2 separate regions of the Acanthopagrus latus genome follow, and region 1 is linked to region 2. Evidence: chromatin contacts called from public Hi-C data. All regions are on one chromosome and are shown on one strand. Each heading gives the region's core, a stretch centred on a gene start, on an enhancer-like site or on the middle of the called end of the contact. The rest is flanking DNA. Distances are from core to core; before and after follow the strand shown. Region 1 holds the start of LOC119012031. Region 2 holds the start of LOC119012517.

The links. Hi-C and Micro-C count contacts between places; a contact is called where the count stands out from the background.
Region 1: a Hi-C map of muscle shows a contact between it and region 2, with 17 times the contacts expected there. The contact joins the promoter of LOC119012031 here to the promoter of LOC119012517 in region 2. A contact is called at or near these places in 3 of 4 Hi-C or Micro-C datasets (liver and muscle).

The regions. Positions count from the first base shown.
Region 1 is chr22:6,715,413-6,720,445 of fAcaLat1.1, reverse strand. It overlaps LOC119012031, which reads right to left and starts at 1,927. Exons shown (of 7, transcript XM_037085480.1): 1 at 375-1,927; 2 at 1-163. The coding sequence starts at 483. It overlaps LOC119012600, which reads right to left. Exons shown (of 8, transcript XM_037086580.1): 4 at 4,845-4,934; 5 at 4,683-4,769; 6 at 4,547-4,575; 7 at 4,245-4,304; 8 at 2,682-4,055. The coding sequence ends at 3,912.
Region 2 is chr22:6,361,610-6,366,390 of fAcaLat1.1, reverse strand. LOC119012517 reads right to left here and starts at 1,474. Exons shown (of 9, transcript XM_037086426.1): 1 at 1,349-1,474; 2 at 827-1,168; 3 at 446-697; 4 at 254-301; 5 at 86-172; 6 at 1-6. The coding sequence starts at 1,409. It overlaps LOC119012860 (a long non-coding RNA gene), which reads right to left and starts at 3,642. Exons shown (of 3, transcript XR_005072619.1): 1 at 3,516-3,642; 2 at 3,397-3,425; 3 at 3,146-3,307.

The DNA.
Region 1 (5,033 bases), core at 678-3,177, 350 kb before region 2:
TGTCCAAGTTCAACCAGCTCTACTACTTGTTTGCTTCCTAAACCACTGAAGGTCCAGGTAGTGCTGTTACATTGTTGCTGAGGCTTTATCACATTGTCACAAGTCAAAGTGACGTCATCTCCAACTGTGACAGTGAAGGAGGCTGGAAGGTTTTCAGCTGCTCCTGTTTACAAGATCAGAGAAAAATATGGAAAATAAACTAAAATGAGAACAAATCTGTGATATTTCTTTATCCTTGTTTCTAAAAGTTCACTAAACTCACCATGTTGTAAACAAACAACACATTTTGTTGTCTTACTTCAATCAAATATATCTAATAAAGTACATTATTGCAATGCACCTTCCATTTCTATATGTGATAAACGTCTTCTTACCTGTGAACTGAAGCATCGCTGTCACAAATAAAGACATTTGAATCCATTTGAACTGGACCATCATGATTCTCTGTCTCTCTCCTTCTTCTGTCTCTCTTCTTATGATCATCTGAGTTTCTAAAGTCGTGCTTTAGTCGAGAGAAGCTGCACCTACTTCCTGTGGTTCATATGATGTCACTTCCTCAGTCTTAATTTTAGTCTGTTTTATAAATGTCACAGTTTCCACTTCAACAGGTTTGAAATGTATTTTTGTCTCATCCACAGTGACTGACAGCAACCACAAACTCTTGATCAGCAACATGAGATGCAGCCATCAGTGAAGAGGTCAGAGGTCAGAGGTCACAGCAGCATCACAAAGATCCTGTGAAACTGGAATGAGCCAGTGAAGAAGACAAAGTCACTGATTACAAGACAAAGGAAAATGTTTGAGTCAATCTAACACTGTAACAAACAAACTATATGAAGACTCTTATTGAGTCTCAAGTTCACACTGTGTCCAGTCCCACAGTGTATTTGTGACACTGACGTGTTTCACACATATGTTAGTGGTCTGAGGCCTGTTGGTTCCTCCCTCTTTCTCTGAGCTTGTGTCTCTCAGAGAAGTGAAGGGGAAGTGTTTTGATGAGAATGTGGCTACAACAGCAGCATCAAGCCTCCACAATATGTGTTGCTCAACTGGACAGTTCCAACACTTCACCTGTGGTCTGGAGGTTGTTCATGCTGTATGCTCACTGCAGACACGACTAGTTGGACTTTAAATATGTGTGAAATGTATTGATGTCATTTGAGTTCAGAATACAGATGATATTGATATCAGCTTTAAATTCTTCAGCTGAAAGACGATTTAAGGAAGTGAACAAGATTTCAATGATCTTTCCTGTTAGATGAAGTTGAAATCCAGCTGCTGAGTTCTGAACTGGCTGCAGAAAATCAAGATGTTAACAAGTGATGCAGGAAAGTGTTGAAGCATCAGTTTTCCTGTCATTTATACTTTAACAGAGACACACTGAAAGAATTTCCTCAAGAACTGAAATCTATCAGTCCCTTTTAAGGAAGTAGTGAGAAAGTTATAGGAGCCGAACAAGTGTGACGAAGATCTTCTACAAAGAAAACAACAAGGCAGCAGCAGAGGAGGGAGCTGTGGTTCAGGGTGGAGTTAACTGTGTTAAAAATGTGTTTTCACATCAGTTCACAGACGTTTTACCTGATGCAGTTCATTTCACCTTTCAGTTCATCTAGTGCACCTGTGCTCTCTTGTTTCTTCTAGTGAAGCCTTATAAAACTCTGGGCCTTTCCTTCTGTTGGTGCAGAAAAGAGATCTGAAGTGCAGCGACATCTGGTGGTTTGTAGGACTTACAGCAGCTCTTCAGTCCTGGAGCTGAAGCTCTGCAACACCTCTGTGATTTTAGCTGTTTGTGCAGCAGCTGATTTCACTTAAGAACTGACAAAAATAAAATGATCTAGTTACATTAGCAGAATATCAACACAATATTTCACTGCAGTAAAACTTTGGAATATTTGGCTTCAGAGGCTTTAGAGAATATTCTGTCAAGGAAAACCAGCATTTTGATACTATTCTTTTTAAGTATCCATATTTCTGCTTGAGGACAGACTGTGTGGACTTCTGCCACCTCTGATGTGCTGCTTCTTATCACAGCATCTACTTCCTGTGATAAGTAAGAAGTCACCTCCTGATAATGACCTCAGTATGTTTCCACACCTCAGTTTGCTGTTGAATTTGTGTGTGATGTTAGATTTTTTCACATTTGAACTTTTACATTCAATGAATATTTGAAGATTATTAGTTGATAAATATTTGGGTCGCCTTTTATTTTACAATACACTAATAAGATATAACAAACCATACTTAGTATCAAATTAGACAACTAGAAATAACGGTATCTTAATCAGATGGTAATCAAGAAAATGTATTCTGTAACTAGACACCATATAGCTTACCCAAATTATGCTGAGATCAAAAATGGCATATGAGGTTATTTACCGGTGGTAAATAAGGAAGTCACATGACCTCAGACTGTTTTCTCACCTCAGTTTGGTGTTAAATGTATCTCTGATATCAGCTTCTAGTCTCTCAAATTATTGTTGTAACATTTCAACTTTAAATTTGATGCCTATTTGCAGATTATGTTCTGGATGCCGACAAGATTCAAGCTGACGGGTGAGGAGTCGAACTCCTCGTCCACGAGACTATTCTCAACGTCGCCCCAAATACTGCTTCTCTGTGCATTCTCTTCATGGATGCATTTGTATGTTATTTGCAAGAGTTCAGAGCGAACAGGTGTCAGATATAGTCCTCCCTTCTACCCTAGTTACATATCTGTTTCCTGTGTCCTTTATGTCACCTGTGGTCCGGACCCTGCCCGTCTGCCCCGTTCTGCCCCCCATCTGGACCAGCCTAGATCTGCCCCCCTAGCTACCAGCTGTTCTCTCACACAGACTTTTACACCATCCATCTGTTGCCACCCTGTCTGCGCCCGCACCCGAGGGAGAGAGAGACAGAACCACGAAACAAAAACACAAACACCTTGAAAACTGAATATGTCTTTTTTTTTATTATTTGCATGAGTGCATGAGTAAGAAAAGATTGTTTGTTAAAGCTCAAAGTCCAAAATGCATAAATTGACATAAATCAAAAATAGATCCTTCTGTAGAAACAAGGAACAAAAGCGAGGCAAAAATATCTGCACCTTAAAGAAAAACCTTAAATCTTAAAGGAACAGTTCACAAAAAATAAGAAGTTCAGTCATCATGTACTCATCCTCGTGTTGATGGAAAGTCAGGTGAAGTTTCGTAGTCCACCAAATATTTCCGGTGCTTCACAGCAAAACAGCATTGCAGCGCTCCTCTGAATAACTTAAGCAGATGGGGACTTGTTTCAAAATGTAAAAATGACATTATCTGACGTAATCCTAGTGTCTAGAAGTCTGGAGATCCCAAAGTGACTTCTAAAGACATTTGCATTGCCATTTTATTTAATTTTTCTCTGTTTTAAAACAAGTCCCCATCTGCTTCAGTTTAGGACAATGCTGCAGCTCTGTATGGCTGTGAAGCTCCTGAAATGTTTGATGTTCTATGAAATTTCATCTCACTTTACAATGGCGCAAGGGTGAGTATGTAACGACTGGATTTGCCATTTTTTTGGATGACGTGTTCCTTTTAAACTCAAACAAGCAGCTGCGATGTAAAGCAAAAATCTACTTACAGCAGTGAAGCAAATTAAGAGAAACGGTGTGGAATTTATTCGACATGTGAAATCGACTGCCTGAAGGAAAGTACTGACAGAAAGTTGTACATGTCATGTTAAAACATGACCGACCAACTGCCATGTGATAGGACACAGCGGCGTGTCGGTGGTTGATCAGTCATTGGTTCCTGTTTGCAGCTTTAATTTGCAGTGAAAGAATCTTGGGTAAGCTTTTGGCACACATTTTGGCAGCTGTTATTCTCACTTTGTTAAGCCGAGAAGAGAGATAACATAATCAAATTCTCAATCCGTCACGTTAGATGTTGCGTTTCTTAGCTGACCTCTTTTTTTTTTTTTGGTTTGTTGACCGAGGCGTAGGAGTCACAGGGCACGGTGGAGGCTGCGCGAGACAAGGAGGAAGCTCTCCCTGTGCTGTAGGTGGCGGCGTCAACTTCATGACCATCGTCACCCCAAACCTGCAAGGACAGACCAGAACACGTGAATGACGCACAGTCAGACTTGACGCAGCATAACCTCGTTGGAGCTCCGGAACCCTGTCGCAAGAACAAATGCTGGCGGGGCACACAGCCTAAAACTGTCCTGAGGTCTTGTTAAAACCATGCGTTCATTCAGCATCACTGCAATCATCTGTCAGACAAGCTTACCTGTCGACGGTTGGTGTTCCTGGCGTAGGGTAAGTTGGCGTAGAGAACACCATCTTCAGCCTGCACAGAAAACAAAATGGCTGCAGAGTAGCATGCAGATTTATACTGAATTCTATTCAACCCTGTGATAGGAATCGATTCTTCTTCTCTCTAGCGGGGGTCTTAACCATCAGTACGTCTCAAGCACATTTTATAGACCTTCACAGTTACACTGTACAAAGTGAACCACCAAAAAATACAAACCCTGCTTCAGTTTATAAAATATGTGTATAAATGTTTAATTATCCAGTTGTAAGACTCACCATGTGTTCATCAGTCGGCAGTTTGTTCCCTGAAAAGACAATTGACAAACGAGTTTAGTGTCCATGGTAACCGGGCAATAAGCCGGGTTCAGCACGACTTCCTGTTCACAACAGTTTGGTCTGTGGTTGCTCTCACCTTCAGCTCTCTTCTTTCTGACGACAGCCGCGAGGATCATCAAGAACACTGCTAAACCCACAGACACAACGATGAACAGGTACCAGCCTGGGAAAAGAATTCGCAAGCCTTACTTTTGATCAGAATAAACAAAGGGTGTCTCTCTGTGCATTCGGTCACTACCTTCCTGTTTCACTCCATCGCTGTGGTTTGCAGATGCGGTTGAGTTCGTCCTGAACGATGTGCTCATCTTCACCGACGTCCACTCATTTCCTGTTGACAGTGATTCATTTGTCATCGGGGACGATGTAGCTGCTGCTGTTTTTTCATCACCTTAGCAATAGCAAAAGCATAGTCCAGCAAAAGTGTACC
Region 2 (4,781 bases), core at 225-2,724:
TGTTCCCTGAAAAGACAAAATCGACTTTAGTTTCCACTCCAAAACTACAGGTTGATCCATCAGTTTGATCTTAAAATGCTCTCACCTTTGGCCGTCTTCCATCTGATGACAGCAACAGCGATTATTAAGAGCGCTGCAAAACCCACAGCCACGATGATGACCCACCACCAGTCTGGAAGGAGAGTCAAAACTTTATATTTTGACTGCCAACTAACAAATAAGCAGAGAGAGAAAGACCAGGAGAGTTACCTACCTGTGAAACCAGGGGAGCCATTTTCTTGAGTTGCTTTAGTGCCGTTTACTGACAGATGAATATCGTATGAAATAATAAAACACAACATAAAGTGAAAAAACTACCTCATGTTTAGTGCATGAAGAGTCTTAATGGGAAATGTTAATATGATCTTAAAACTTAAAATTCATTCAATACACCAAGTGTAGCTACCTGAGTTAACTTTCCACAGCAGCGTCTGTCCACTCTGATCATCTGTCACTTCACACTCAGGTGACTTGTGATAGTTTGACTTGTGATTAAGATGAGGAGGTTTATATGTCAACCTGGCAGAACAGGTAAGTGTTACTGTCTCCACTCCATCCATATTATCATCATACAGCCACTTCACTGTGTGTCCACATCCAGTATATGTCAACACAGAGCAGGTCAAGGTGTCTCTGTCATCCCCCTGTAGTTTCTCCACTAGTGAAGATGAGACAAGACGACAAGAATAAAATAAACCTCATCACTGTGATCATTAGTTTTGTAATGTTTGGTATTTTGTTCTAACAAAACAGTTTGATTTAAAAACATAAAGATTTAAATACTCACCGTTAACAACAGACAGATAAACCAGAGCATCTTCACCTTGTTGTTTTCCTGATTTGTTGAACTGTCTGCAGGTGTAACGACCAACATCCTCCACTGAGATATTTTTAATAACCAGAGAACAGCTCTCTGTCACGCTCAGTCTGTCTGATCTAGATTTGGGAATCTCACTTTTACTGATCTGTCCAAGATTTACCAGCTGTTTTGCTGATTCCCCAGAACGACTGGCAAGCCAAGAGGTACTGTTACATTTGTCCCGAGTTTTGATCACATTGTCACAAGGCAAAGTGACTTCATCTCCAACTCTGGCAGTGACGGAGGTGTGATTCAGTCCAGTTACTGCTGCTGAAGATGACAGATAAGCATGAAAAATGAACTGTGATAGGAACTCATGTGTGAGGACAACAGCAAACGCTCTCTATACAAGAATCCACTCAACACACAATGTTGGAAACAGATAGCAAAAGCTCCATGAACACTATTAGTGATGTTTTAGATCATTTTATTTCTTCTGTATGTTCTTACCTGTAAGCAGGAGCGGCAATATTGCAAATAAAGACGTTTTAATCCATCTGAACTGAACCATGTTGCTCCTCTCTCGCTCTCTTGTTCCCACGCCCTGAAGTGTCAAAATGTCTGAGCCAACGCTTCTTCGAGAGAGGCGCAGCATTCACTTCCTCTTATGGGTGAAGTGTGACTTCCCTTTAGTGACCAAAGAACCTATGAAAGAAAGACGGATCACTCTGTCACTGTTTTCTGTGCACCTATCACACTGATGAGAGAGCAACTCCATTACCGGTCACCCCTTTCTGTTTCGCAGGTTATTACCTGGATGATGGAGGCATCAAACTAATGTTTCATTGGTTTGCAGGGCATTCAAGGGCAGATGAACACCCTTCCACTTCCCATTTTGTTGTTATGGTGACCAGACCTTAGGTGTTAGCCACGAGTAATTTGATCGTGGCAGAGACAAATGAGTCATATGTCAATTCTCTGAAGCATGCTCTTACATTTTGTAGAGGCATTTACACAGCAAGGGTCATACCATGTAGATATGTTGGGTTTTATTCAGCTTGTCCCATAAACTATATAGAACTGGCACCTGAATCTGACTCCAATATGCTGATGACATTATGTCCTTTCATTCGTTCAGAGGTTCCTTGACAGTGACCTTTGGCGCCCCTGCTCCAGGCCTGAACACCTCCATCTCCCGGCGGTCCAGAGCTCTTGGTCCAGAGCTGAAACCATCTCACCTCGTCTGCCAGCTAATAGGAACGATAGCTTTAGCTGCTATCTATACTAACTGGCTGTAACTTCTCACCGAGCTAGCCAGCTGTTCCCCTCGACTGAGCCACCTAAAGGCCATGTTCAAGTGGATGCATGTAGGTCAAGCAGACGCCAACAGGGATTCTTTTTTTTCAACCTCGAGTCATGCAAAGCAGCTGTACACAAAAAATGCCCCATGGTCCGATGCCTGTAGCTGTGCGGTATGGTATATATATATTTAAAAATAGTGTGGTACTTTAGCGGTTTTAGAATTGTTGCTTCCTCATCCCACATATTGCTGTTTCTAAGAAATGAAGGGGAAGTGTTTTGACGTAAATGTGGCCACGACAGCCGCAGAGCTCTGAGGTTATGTCCTCTCATGGCCAAATCTGACTATATAGAACAAACAGAGATCTCTTTGGTGCGCTCTGAACCTGTGTTGAAAACACATCCTGAAAGTTTTGTGATGTTTCAAAAGTGGTAACTAGCTAATCTTCTGTGATCTGGCTGTTCGCATGTTGTTCACAGTCATATCAATGTTTCTGACTCATCTATCCGGTCTGCAGAGTAAAATGTGGTTGTGTTATCAGTATTGGGTGGTTTTTGCAAACCATGGATATGTTAAATTTGTACATTTCATATGCATCATATCAACATTTCTAGAATATGGATCATATTACCTTCAGATTACATGCATATGAGCTGACACTTTTTTTTTTCAATAGTAGGAAGAGGTGATGGTGGCGGTGTGACAGCCACCAAGATGGCTGCCACCACTATCCGTTTCCTGCTTCGACTGACAGAACTGTGGCAACACCAAGCATCTTCACACTGATGTTGTCCTGCTGTCTGCATCATAAACTGTGACCTTTTACAAGTACAAGACTACGCAGGACAGTTAGAAAAGTTTTATCCAAAATTCTGAATGATTATATTTTTTTTACAGAATTTAAGAAAGAATTCAAACCCACACTACAAAATGTACAAAACATAGTAAAAACCTCTGTCAAAGATACACCTTCAACAGCAATTACAGAAATCTTATCTAAATAGTTATGCGGGAAGAAACAGTTGAAAATGGTTCTGCCAGGGTTTTTTTTTTCTCATTTTCTTATTTGTTCTGAGTTGAAGTCGACGTTGTTGACCGGTGAAGACAGAGGCAGAGGGGCCATCAGCATTGTCATAGCTCACTGAGACGACGTCTTCATCATGATGCACCTGTGTAGAGCAAAACAAAGATCGAGTCGAAAAAGGGCCCCAGACTCCCAGATGATATTTAGAAACCGGACAACAAATCTTCAACTCACAGTGTCGTCATCAGGCGCTCTCCGGTTCCCTGGGAAATAAAGCACAGAGTAACATTTCAGCTGTAAACTGACACTTTGTGTTCATCAGTCCAAACAGATGCTGGTGTGAATTTTCTTACCTGGAGCTCTGATGAGAAGAACAGTAATCACAGTAATCAGGACGAGTTCAGCCACACGCAGAACCAACATGATGTAGTCGACAACAGAACAATCTGTACGAGCTGTGGAGCACAAACATCATGTCAGAGAACAAGGTTTTAGAGTTAAATAAAAAAGAGCATACAGATTTTCATTTTCCAGTTTGAAAGAAAACTATTATTGTGATGACATTTATACTATTTATAGCAAAATACATCCTGTTGTTTTTTTTTTTACACACCTGCTGTGGAGCAGGAAAAACTGTTTCTTCAATCTGTAAAATGTTCAGTGTCTGCGCAGCCTTCTGACTTTCTTATGCCATCGAATTTGATGTTTTTGTTGTCATGTCAGGACGAATTGATTGTACACGGCTCATTACTGGAACTCACCTGGTTTCTCACCTGAAGTCTGAGAGCCGAATGTGAACAGCTGAACTTGTTTAGTGTAGGTGTCCATCACTTTACATAGGAACAACTCGAGATGGTCGGACTTTTGATGTAAACGCATGAGAGTCACACTGGCTGAAGCGTCCGACTGTGATGTTTTTACATCGCTGCTGTTGTTTGTGTCCACGTTGTGATCCACATGCAGCCACTCGACTGTGTGTCTGTGCTTTTTCCATATCAATTTGTGAAGTGAGAGATGAGTATTAAGAAAAAAATATTCTATGAAGGACTCGCCCTCTTAATGAAATGGATTGATTAATAACGATTAAAAACTTTTATTTGTAAATTGCCTTTCAAAACCAGAGTCATAGTGTGCTGTTCAATGCAAACACTGAGGACAAAATAAAGACTTAAACTGAAAAAAAAAAAAAAAAACCATATGTCACGAGGGTTCAAAGGGGAAAGCTAAGGAGACAGGAGGTGGACCCAAACACAGTTACTCATAGGACAAGAGGCAGGATTGAGGGGAAACAAAATGTGAGCTTTTATTTAACAAAAGCTGAATGTAACAAAAAAGAGAGGGGAAAACACTGACAGACAGACAAACTGCAACAAGGGGAATACACAGGAGAACTCAAGTGGACACACGAGGGCATGGAAAATCAAAACACAAGACAATTTTTACATTAAGGGGGCACAGAGGGCAAATAGACATTAGAAATTTTTAAGCACTGGTCATTTTTAAACCTGTCCATCAGAAACAATGACAATTCAATCCACCCGAAAACAGACACTCTGTCTGTCAGTGTCTGTCTGATGTCTGTGTCTAACCACTCCTTGAATGTAGAATTTAAAGGGTTT